Regions from separate parts of the Sus scrofa genome. Here region 2 is linked to region 1. The links are chromatin contacts, called in public Hi-C maps. All regions are on one chromosome and are shown on one strand. The core of a region is the stretch at or near the end of the contact, and the rest is flanking DNA. Distances in the headings are between cores, read along the strand shown. Region 1 has its middle 210 kb from the start of MARCH11. Region 2 overlaps FBXL7 (F-box/LRR-repeat protein 7).

The links. A called contact is a pair of places that touch in the nucleus more often than the background predicts.
Region 2: a Hi-C map of embryonic fibroblasts shows a contact between it and region 1, with 2.3 times the contacts expected there. The contact joins two enhancer-like sites. A contact is called at or near these places in 6 of 47 Hi-C or Micro-C datasets (embryonic fibroblasts, fetal skeletal muscle, retroperitoneal adipose tissue and 2 more) and 1 of 2 datasets of contacts at active chromatin or transcription factors (skeletal muscle).

Annotation. Positions count from the first base shown.
Region 1 is chr16:5,246,297-5,251,254 of Sscrofa11.1, reverse strand. No RefSeq gene overlaps it. Among named protein-coding and RNA genes, the nearest start is that of MARCH11, 210 kb to the left of the region's middle. Within about 2 kb of position 2,289, at least 15 of the 83 cell types and tissues checked have an H3K27ac peak or open chromatin away from gene starts, as enhancers often do. A contact at or near this core is called in embryonic fibroblasts, where this site is marked.
Region 2 is chr16:5,083,224-5,088,181 of Sscrofa11.1, reverse strand. The region is part of intron 2 of FBXL7 (F-box/LRR-repeat protein 7); the gene reads right to left. Among named protein-coding and RNA genes, the nearest start is that of FBXL7, 300 kb to the right of the region's middle. Within about 2 kb of position 2,846, at least 16 of the 83 cell types and tissues checked have an H3K27ac peak or open chromatin away from gene starts, as enhancers often do. A contact at or near this core is called in embryonic fibroblasts, where this site is marked.

The DNA.
Region 1 (4,958 bases), core at 1,040-3,539:
TTTACTTCATCTATTAAGTACCTGAATGGGATGATTCATTTCTTCCCATCATCCTTCAGTCCTCCAACAATCTCACCAAGTCCCACTTGGGAAAAAGAACAAGTCAGCACCTTTCACAGCTTATGTTGTTTGTAGGTGTTGTATCATTATTTTCTCTATCTTATATTCTTACAATTACTCAGAATATCATTTTAAGATTCACTACTCAACAGATCCATTTGAATAAGAGTAATGAGCAGACATCAGATAGCTTTGGAGGACACTGGTTTTATCAGTGCACATAGTATATAAAAATGCCCAGATTCAGCAGGGATGTTCTTTTCTCAATTACAATTAATATTGCATGAGCTCCGTTGCCAATTTTCCTGCACTCATTTTTTCCCCTTCAAATTTCTTTTTAATCTTGTTTCTTTCCCACAAATTATGAGGCAAACTAGCTGTGCTGAGGCAATCTGCCGCACCAATAAATCAAGGTTTCCCATAAAACTGTACAATTTCTTACTGATGGCACTTGAAGAAGAAAGTTATTAAATCATTACTCATTTAATATAAATTTTTAGGATGAGTTCATATTTCTCACTGTGTACTTGGCTGAGGTCACAGTATGGAAATCTAGATATTGTGTAGAAAACCTGGGCAAGATCTCAGTGACTTCCAGGTCTTCAGACTTAATCTGCTACTGCTAAGGACTGAATAGATGGGAAGGTAATTTTCGAGGATGTCTGTTTTCTTTGAACTGTGACATGCAGGGCCAAAAGCCACAGGGGAAAAAATGTTCTGGAGTCAGGGAATGCCGGAACGACACCCTTGCTTGGACATCTCATGGAGTGAGTCCCTCTTCTTCATCTCTGCATTCTCATGGCTTTGCTCTGTACACTCTAGGTGCTCATTGGCTGATGAGATGAATTTAATGCTTAGTCATTAGAGAGCAGAGGAGAGAGACAAACTGCTACAGATGAAGAGAGATAACTCATTTCTTTTGTCAGGTAGGCTTATCCTTGCTTTTCTTGGAGGGAGTGTGGTTACAGTAGGGTTCCCTGGAGGAGGGTAGCAGTAGGCTTGGCAGTTGGGACAAAGATTCCTCTCTGTGGGGTAGGGGTTGGTCTCTCAAAGCACCCAAGGTCGCCACAGTCCTGAAGCATGAAACTTCAAAGTTTTATTGAGAGTCCCCAATGTGGAGTCCTCGGGTGTGGTTGCATGTGCCCCTAGCCATGGCTTCTCAAGAGGCGAAGGCTGGAGGATGGCTTGATCCCAGCAGTTCTGGGTTGTAGTGCATAGTGTTGATACGGTGTCCGCACTAAGTTCAGCATCAAGGGACCACCAAGTGGCTTAAGGAAGGGTAAATTGGCCCAGGTCAGAAATGGAGCAGGTCAAAACTCCCATGCTGATCAAAATGAGGAGTCCTCAAAGGGCAGAAAAGTCTGTCCCAGACCTGTTTTTTTTTTTTGTTTTGTTTTTGTTTTTTTAATAAAAATCTGCTCTATCATAAACTCTAGAGGTACGGGTGCTTCTCTGACAGCAGAATGAAAATCTCTCAGAAGCTGACTCTCAGTATTTAGTTCTCCGAAACCTTGCTTATAAACCAAATGGTAACCTACTGAACAGCATGTGTTGAATGGAGAACCCAATAAAGCTGAAATCGTTCCCAGCATTGCATTTATACCATGAGGACTTTTACAGCCATAATGTCAACTACAGTGGTTCTAGTTTTGTTTACTTAACCAGCCATGGAGGTAGGTTGACCAAAGAGTTAGTCCCATTTAGTCCATGAAACTGAAACTTTACCATTACGGATTCATTTCTTTGCCTTGAGTACTGACCTCTTGGATGCAGATTAATATATTAAGTTACTACTACCTTAGAGTGAAAGAGTTTAGAAGAAAAAGTGGGGATATGAGAAGCTTAAAGTAGTGGTGGGGAATATGAAAAGATTTAAATCAAAAATTAATATTTTTGTCTGGGGGAACCCATCTATAAGCATAAATTTCACAGACTCTTCTCAAGCAGAATTTCTCCACCTTGTCATAGGGAGGGAAAATTTTTGTTGTATACTGTACATTGCAGAATGTTTAGCACTACCCCTGCCCTATAACCACTGGACAACACTGGTAGCCTCCAACAATGGAGACAACAATGTCTCTAGACTTTGCCAAAAATGTCCCCTGGGGGGCAAAATCACCCCAATGAGAATCATTGTTCTAGTGTGAATTATCCTCTTGGAGACGCTAAGGGTAGAATCGGTATAACCGATTTCTCCCATAGATGGAGCTCTTGATCAACGAAGTGTTTCATTAAAAGGGCAATGGTGAATCTAACCAGAAGGAATAACAGTTAGATCACAGGCCACTCGGTCAATTGCAAAGTGCTTTGCTTTTGTCCCTCTTCTGAGTCAGCAAGAAATGGACAGCCCTGGGAAGTTCTGGTTTCTAATCCCTGCCTTGACCTCTATGTGATGGTCAGAAAGGTTGGTTTTGAAGCTGGAAGGGGCTAGCTGGCCAGGCCTCATCCAGGGAGGTTCCCAGGCCAAGCTGGACCAAGGCCAAGGTTTGCAGAGCATTGCGCAAAACAGCAGGACACTCATATGCTTTTGATATTGTGAAATCATTCCTCGTTACTCTGTACATTTTGTCTTTAAATTGCTTTCATCATTTTATGTGGTCTGTGGCACACACCTCATTTCTTTCAGCTTGCAGCTCTAATATTTCCAGCAGTTAGCTCTCTTAACAGAAGTGCCTTGTATTTTTAGCCAAGGAGTCAACATTATGTTAGGGAGTGGAGGTGAAAGGTTGGAATACAGTGCCCTGAAGTGAGAGGCAGCTAATCTCATAAAACGTGTAGTTGCTCGAAAAGGAAGAATATTCCTTAATGACCACAGTGATGATAAAGAAAGCCTCGACGTTCCCTGTGACATTTTGCTGAGATTACCTGGGACTGGTTTTGCACTAGACAAATTGTGCTTCTCATTTGCCAGCTCAATGCAAGGTCATGCTACTGAAAAGCAACGGTGGTGCTTCTTTCATGAGAATGTATGTTCACCCTTAATGCTTTCCTCTCCCACCTGTGAAGGGAGAGAGTTGACAGGTACAGGATAGCGTAGACACTCAGAGCTGACATTCTCTTCATTTGCCACTAGCAGCAGACTGTCCAATGTCAGGACCAAAATTCATCATAGCTGGGAGCTGTTTATTACCAGTAAACTCTTTTGAACAAATTCCATAAAGACTCCTGTTGATAGATGAATACCCTGGAGGCAGAGATTCGGGCCCATAGGGAACTTTCTTTAAATTCATTTAATTCAATAAGTACTTTTAGGGGTCAACTATGTGCAGATATAAACTTGGTTCCATTTAGGGCAATGACGTCACTCCCAGACATCAGCACAGAAGCCCATCTGGGACACCATCTTGGCCACGTCTGCTTGTCAACACTCCACAATCTCCTTTTCAGAGCCTCTCAAGGGATCTTTTTCCTTTGTCTGAAGTAGTAGCAACACCATGGGATGGGATGCTTCACCTTTAGCTGGGTATGAGGAGTTCAAAAAGCAAGTCACATACTGTCTACTCCCATTAATGCGTCCTCTGTCACTAGCAGTGACAGAAGTGGAAGTTTTGCAAATCAAGGAACCTGATTTAGGCTGAGCATGCTATTTGGATTTGTGTTTTTACAGATCTCCTTAGATGTTTCTATATGTGTTACTGGCCTAGAACCACCGCTTTGATGCATAGATTCTTAACCCTGGCTACACATTGTGGTCACATGGGAGAGCTTAAAAAATACAGCTGCCTGGGCCTGCTCCCCAGAGATTCAGATTCCATTAGTTGAGAGGCAGTGTTTCTCCATGGAAAAGTAATAAAATTTACATTGGTGGTTCTCAATCCTGGCTCTACATTAAAATAAGCTGGGGGGGTGGATTCTTTAAGTTTCTTGATGCCTGAACCCCATCCCAGATCAATTAAAATGAATCTCTAGGCTATAGCCCCAGCATCCATACTTTTTAGTTCCTCAACTTGAAGCCACTGATGCAAATTCTGCTACTTTCACATGGAGACTATACCAGCAATTAAAAATGCAGGAAGGGGAGTTCCCGCCATAGCTCACTGTTTAATGAAACCCACTGGCATCCATGAGGATGTGGGTTCCATCCCTGGCCTCGCTCAGTCGGTTAAGGATTTGGCGTTGCTGTGAGCTGTGTTATAAGTCACAGATGAGTCTCGGATCCCATGTTGCTGCACCTGCAGTGTAGGACAGCAGCTGCGGCTCTGATTCTACCCCTAGCCTGGGAACCTCCGTATGCTTCGAGTGCAGCCCTCAAAAGACAAAAGACCAAAAAAGAAAAGAAGAAAACCACAGGCAGGAAGGGTTACTAAAAGAAGGGTCAGCTCAGGATGGTTCTTTGCACATAAGGAGACAAAAGCCAAACATTTCTTCTGGAATCCATGGCAGTGTGTGGTGTGTTGTGGGTATGTGTATGAGTATGTGAACATATTCAGGACAGGTTTTGTAGAGCTGCACGAACAGCAATAGGATGCTTATGATTAAGAAAAAATAAATTCTGTACCACAAACATCTCTTCCTACCTGTACACGTCCTACATGCCTCAGGCTGTCAGGAAAAATAAGGTGAGGAAGACTGAGTCCTTTCTCATGCTTCAGAGGATTGTAATATAAGAAGGAACTATTGTTTTGACAGGCTTTATATAGTCAGAGAGAAGCAAGAGAGAAAAAGGACCTAATTTGGGCCCACATCCCCTAATCAGTCACTTGAGTGACCTTGGAAAAAGTCCAACACTTTTCTAAGCTTCTATTACTGACCTGTTGAAGGTCACACATATTTATTTATTTATTTAGACTTTTTAGGGCCACACTCCTGGCATATGGAAGTTCCCAGGCTAGGGGTCGAATTGGAGCTGCAGGTGCCGGCCTATGCTACAGCCACAGAAATGCCAGATCCGAGCCGCA
Region 2 (4,958 bases), core at 1,597-4,096, 160 kb after region 1:
GCCCTATGAAGGTTCCCAGGCAGGCTAGGGGTTGATTGGAGCAGTAGCTGCTGGCCTACACCACAGCCATAGCAATGAGGGATCTGAGCCGTGTCTGTGACCTACATCACACTTCATGGCAACATTGGATCCTTAACCCACTGAGGAAGGCCAGGGATAGAACCTGCATCTTCATGCATGCTAGTCAGATTCATTTATGCTGAGCCATAACAGTAACTCTCTATGAAGTCGATTCTATTAGTGGCCACTTTTTTCGGGGGGGATGAAGTAAGTTTCAAGGAGGGTTACCAATTAGGATTCCAATCCAGATCCCAAGCTCTTTTTATTTCCAGGTTTGTTTTTTTTTTAATTTTTAAATTTAAAAAAATTTTTATGGCCACATTTGGAAGTTCTGGGACCTACACAGCAGCTGTGGAAATTTCAGATCCTTTAAGCCCACTTCATCTGGCCAGGGATCAAACCCTTGTCTCCACAGAGACCTAAGCCGCTGCAGTTAGATTCTTAACCCACTATGCCACAGCAGAAAGCCCTGGATCCCAAGCTCTTAGCCACCATGATGACGGCCTGGCAAAATAAGTGGTGGGGGCGGGGGTGGGATGCGGTGGGGGGACAGTTCCTTTCGTGGTAACCCCGAAGCTCTGTGGGGGTGAAGATTTCCCACGGGCAGTACTGAAGTTCAACATTCAAGTAACCATCTGCATAAACCATCCCTCAAATATGCATACATTGTCTGCTTTGGAATATGCAATTATACAGATGTTTGTGATACAGGCACACTGACACATTATTGTTACGTATAGCAGCTTCACATGATGATGATTATTTGCTGCCCACTAGCAAGAAAACATTTCTTCACAGTTAAACCCACAATGGTGGTTTAATACTAAGGTAGAGGTTCCTTCTGTGAGTTCCACTCCAAGAAAATGGCTGAGGTTTGGATAGTTTATTGGGTGAAAATAATAGCCAGCTGTCTTCAGAGATCCAGGATGGGCAAAATGATATCGTTAATGAAGGCAGGCTTTTTAACAGGTACCCACATGAATTTTGAAAAGTAGTGGTTAGCAGCACAAAATACCCCTACATAAGCTCACAAATTGTAATGTCAGGGAGTTCCCATTGTGGCTCAATGGTAACGAACCCAACTAGTAATCATGAGGATATGAGTTTGATCCCTAGCTTCACCAAGTGGGTTAAGGATCCAGCGTTGTGGTGAGCTGTGGTGTAGGTCGAAGACTTGGCTTGGATCCGAATTGCTGTGGCTGTGGTAGAGGCCTGCAACTGCAGGTCCAATTCTACCCCTGGCCTGGGAACTTTCATATGCCATGGGTGTGGCCCTAAATAACAAAAAAAAAAAAAAAAAAAGGGTGGTTTAATGATTAGGATTTGGTGCTTTCACTACTGCAGCCCAAGTTCAGTTTTTGATCTGGAAATTGTGATTCCCACATCAAGCCACTGCATGCGTGTTTGTTTTGAGTGTGTGTGCACACACACACTTGTGCACATAATAAAATTAAAACAAATTATGCTGTCATTAATTCTATACCTTGAGTCCCTACTGTGTGTCAGGAACTAAGCAAGCACTAACAAAAGCAGGGTGTAAAATCACTCAAATCCTTGCTTATGTGGAGTGTCCAAGCTTCCCCTTACAAAGGAAGCCCAGGTGAAGAGCATCCCCACTGGTTACTGGCCACTTGGGACAGATCTCTTATATCATAATTTATCAAGTTGCTATTATTCATGTGTTCAGTTTTACTAGGGAAGAGGAAGGGTCCAAGGCTATGCCATGTCCATCATTATTCTCAGGACCCAGTTTGCCATCTCTCACTCTAATAGGTACTGAAGGTATGACTCTGAGGCAGCCCCACCCACAGTGTCCACTGAGATGGGGGAGGGGTGAGTCTAAGCTGAGCTTGAAGAGGGAGCTCTGGGAAAATCTATCACTGACCATCAGAAGTACACGGCTGGATACCGAAAGCTTTACAACCAGAAATATATTTTAAATAAATTCAAGAGTTCATTTGATTCCTCTGAAATATATAAAGACTTGGTAAGTGAAACATTTGACCTAGAGGGGGAGCTTAAGAACTTGATAGGACTCTGAGAAAGATGAAGAAGGAAATTGAAAGAAAAATGCCCATTGTGGACTCCACAGGAAGCAGGCAAGGGGCTAGATCATTTCCACACAGATATTTCAGCTTATTTGGAGAAAGAGGAAAATAAAAAATTATTGGTCCTCCAGAGTGTGTGAGTCATTTCCAAGACAGATGTGCCCCCTGCTGCTGACAGACCTGGAACAGCTGTTGTGTTTCAACTGCCAAGTCCTAGGCTGTGGTCACAGGGCGACGGAGCAAAGAGTCAGAGTCCCCCGCAGCTGACAGATCGTCTGTGCTTTCACCGGGCTGCGGAGCCCAACAATTTCCAGCTCTGGACGATCTGTGAACTCAGAGTGGAGAGTGCCATGTGGATTTGCCCAGCCAGGCTCAGAGGTTCCTTCCAACCACTGGCATAGATACTGCCCTGAAGTGCTTCCTTGCTGTTAGACATCTGCGTATTTTGTGATTACAAGAAATAAGTGGGAGTTGTTTCTGGAAAGGATCTTATGAATCTGGAAGCTCAACTGATGACACCATTTCCAGAAATGTTAAAGAAAAGCAGGGATTTGAGGCAAAAATAAGTCCCTGTATTAGGGGGAATTTGCTTAAAACCAGTTTGCAGTTTAACTCTCTTCATCAGGAATCCTGAATATCAAGGATTGTCAGAAAACTGCATTTAAGCACTCTGCTACACTGCCTCAGGATGGGCTGAATTCTGCCCACTGGTTACAGTAGCTGCTTTTTCCTCTCCAGACTGTGGGGCCACTTCCTTCTCCAAGCCAGCTCTTTGGGGCTTCCAGGACGTAGTTCTTCCCTCTCCGTGGCTCTCTCCTTCCTGGCACAGTTAGGGTCATTTGTCAGCTAAAGTGTGTGTATGGGGGAATCTCTAAAGGCAGGGTGGAGGAGTGACCTAACTCCATGTGCCAGAATGATCAGTTTTTGTTTCTCATACTGGACACATGTGACAATTGGGCAGCTTTGGTCCAGACAGGTGGACTGAGGAGGCTGCATAGCAAATCACTGCCCACCATCCCCCTCACCTCCCACTGTGCTCTAGGCTGATTCTGTCACTTGTCCCAGGGCAGAGCGGCTTCTGGACACAGGTAAGACCCTACCCTCTTTAGCCGGTGTATCTGTGAGACACACTTACCAATCCATGATTAGTCCTGTCTGACCCATAGATTTGTACTGGGCTAATCTTCCTAAAGAATAGAGTGACCATGTATGCAAGGTGTTGAGCAAGTCCTATTTTATACCTGATGTCCCATCCTGATAATTATCAAAACACCCATCCTCGCACATGAGCCCCAGTGTAGGAGAGGAATCCATGATGCTGTGGCAACATTACTTCTCTGCGCAAAATCTTTAAACAACTTCACATCCATTGCTAACTTCCTCATCTCCAAACTGTTTTAAAATATGAATTTAAGTCATTTACTCTATTTTTTTTCAAGCTCTGCCAGAGATGTTCTTTTTGCTTTCGTATTTATCTTTGTCAAAACTCATTTAGAAAAGGGAACCCTCCTGCACTGCTGGTGGGAATGTAAACTGGTACAGCCACTATGGAGAACATTTTGGAGATACCTTAGAAATCTATACATAGAACTTCCATATGACCCCGCAATCCCACTCTTGGGCATCTATCCAGACAAAACTCTACTTAAAAGAGACACATGCACCTGCATGTTCATTGCAGCACTATTCACAATAGCCAGGACATGGAAACAACCCAAATGTCCATCGACAGAGGATTGGATTCGGAAGAGGTGGTATATATACACAATGGAATACTACTCAGCCATAAAAAAGAATGACATAATGCCATTTGCAGCAACATGGATGGAACTAGAGAATCTCATCCTGAGTGAAATGAGCCAGAAAGACAAAGACAAATACCCTATGATATCACTTATAACTGGAATCTAATATCCAGCACAAATGAACATCTCCTCAGAAAAGAAAATCATGGACTTGGAGAAGAGACATGTGGTTGCCTGATGGGAGGGGGAGGGAGTGGGAGGGATCGGGAGCTTGGGCTTATCAGTCACAACTTAGAATAGATTTACAAGGAGATCCTGCTGAATAGCATTGAGGACTATGTCTAGATACTCATGTTGCAATAGAACAAAGGGTGGGGGAAAAATGTAATTGTAATGTATACATGTAAGGATAACCTGACCCCCTTGCTGTACAGTGGGAAAATAAAAAAAAAAAAAACAAAAAAACAAAAAACTCATTTAAGTGGACACATGGGAAGGTAATTTTGGGATGACTTATCCACAATTCAACACATGGGGTGCAAGTGTTTGGGAAGTTCATTTTTTTTCCGCTTTGACTAAGAAAAAACGACCATCTAAGTGACAGACTCTATGTCATTTTAGAGAATGAAAGCAACTAGCTGAGGCAGTCTACAAACAAGCAAAAGGCAGAATGATGGGGACAAATTAAACAGGATTATTTTTAAGTTTTTAATACTTTTGTTAAATGAGTCAATCTGTAGTTGACTCATTTTGCATTTTTTGGGGGTCTAGTTACTATACTTATAGGTTATAGAGTTATATCAGATGATCTTTGTTGTTGTTGTTGTTTGTCTTCTTTTTAAATTTTTTTTTTTTTTTTTTTGTCTTTTTGCCATTTTCTTGGGCCGCTCTTGCGGCATATGGAGGTTCCCAGGCTAGGGGTCGAATCGGAGCTGTAGCCACCGGCCTACGCCAGAGCCACAGCAACGCAGGATCCGAGCCGCGTCTGCAACCTACACCACAGCTCACGGCAACGCCGGATCGTTAACCCACTGAGCAAGGGCAGGGACCGAACCCGCAACCTCATGGTTCCTAGTCGGGTTCGTTAACCACTGCGCCACGACGG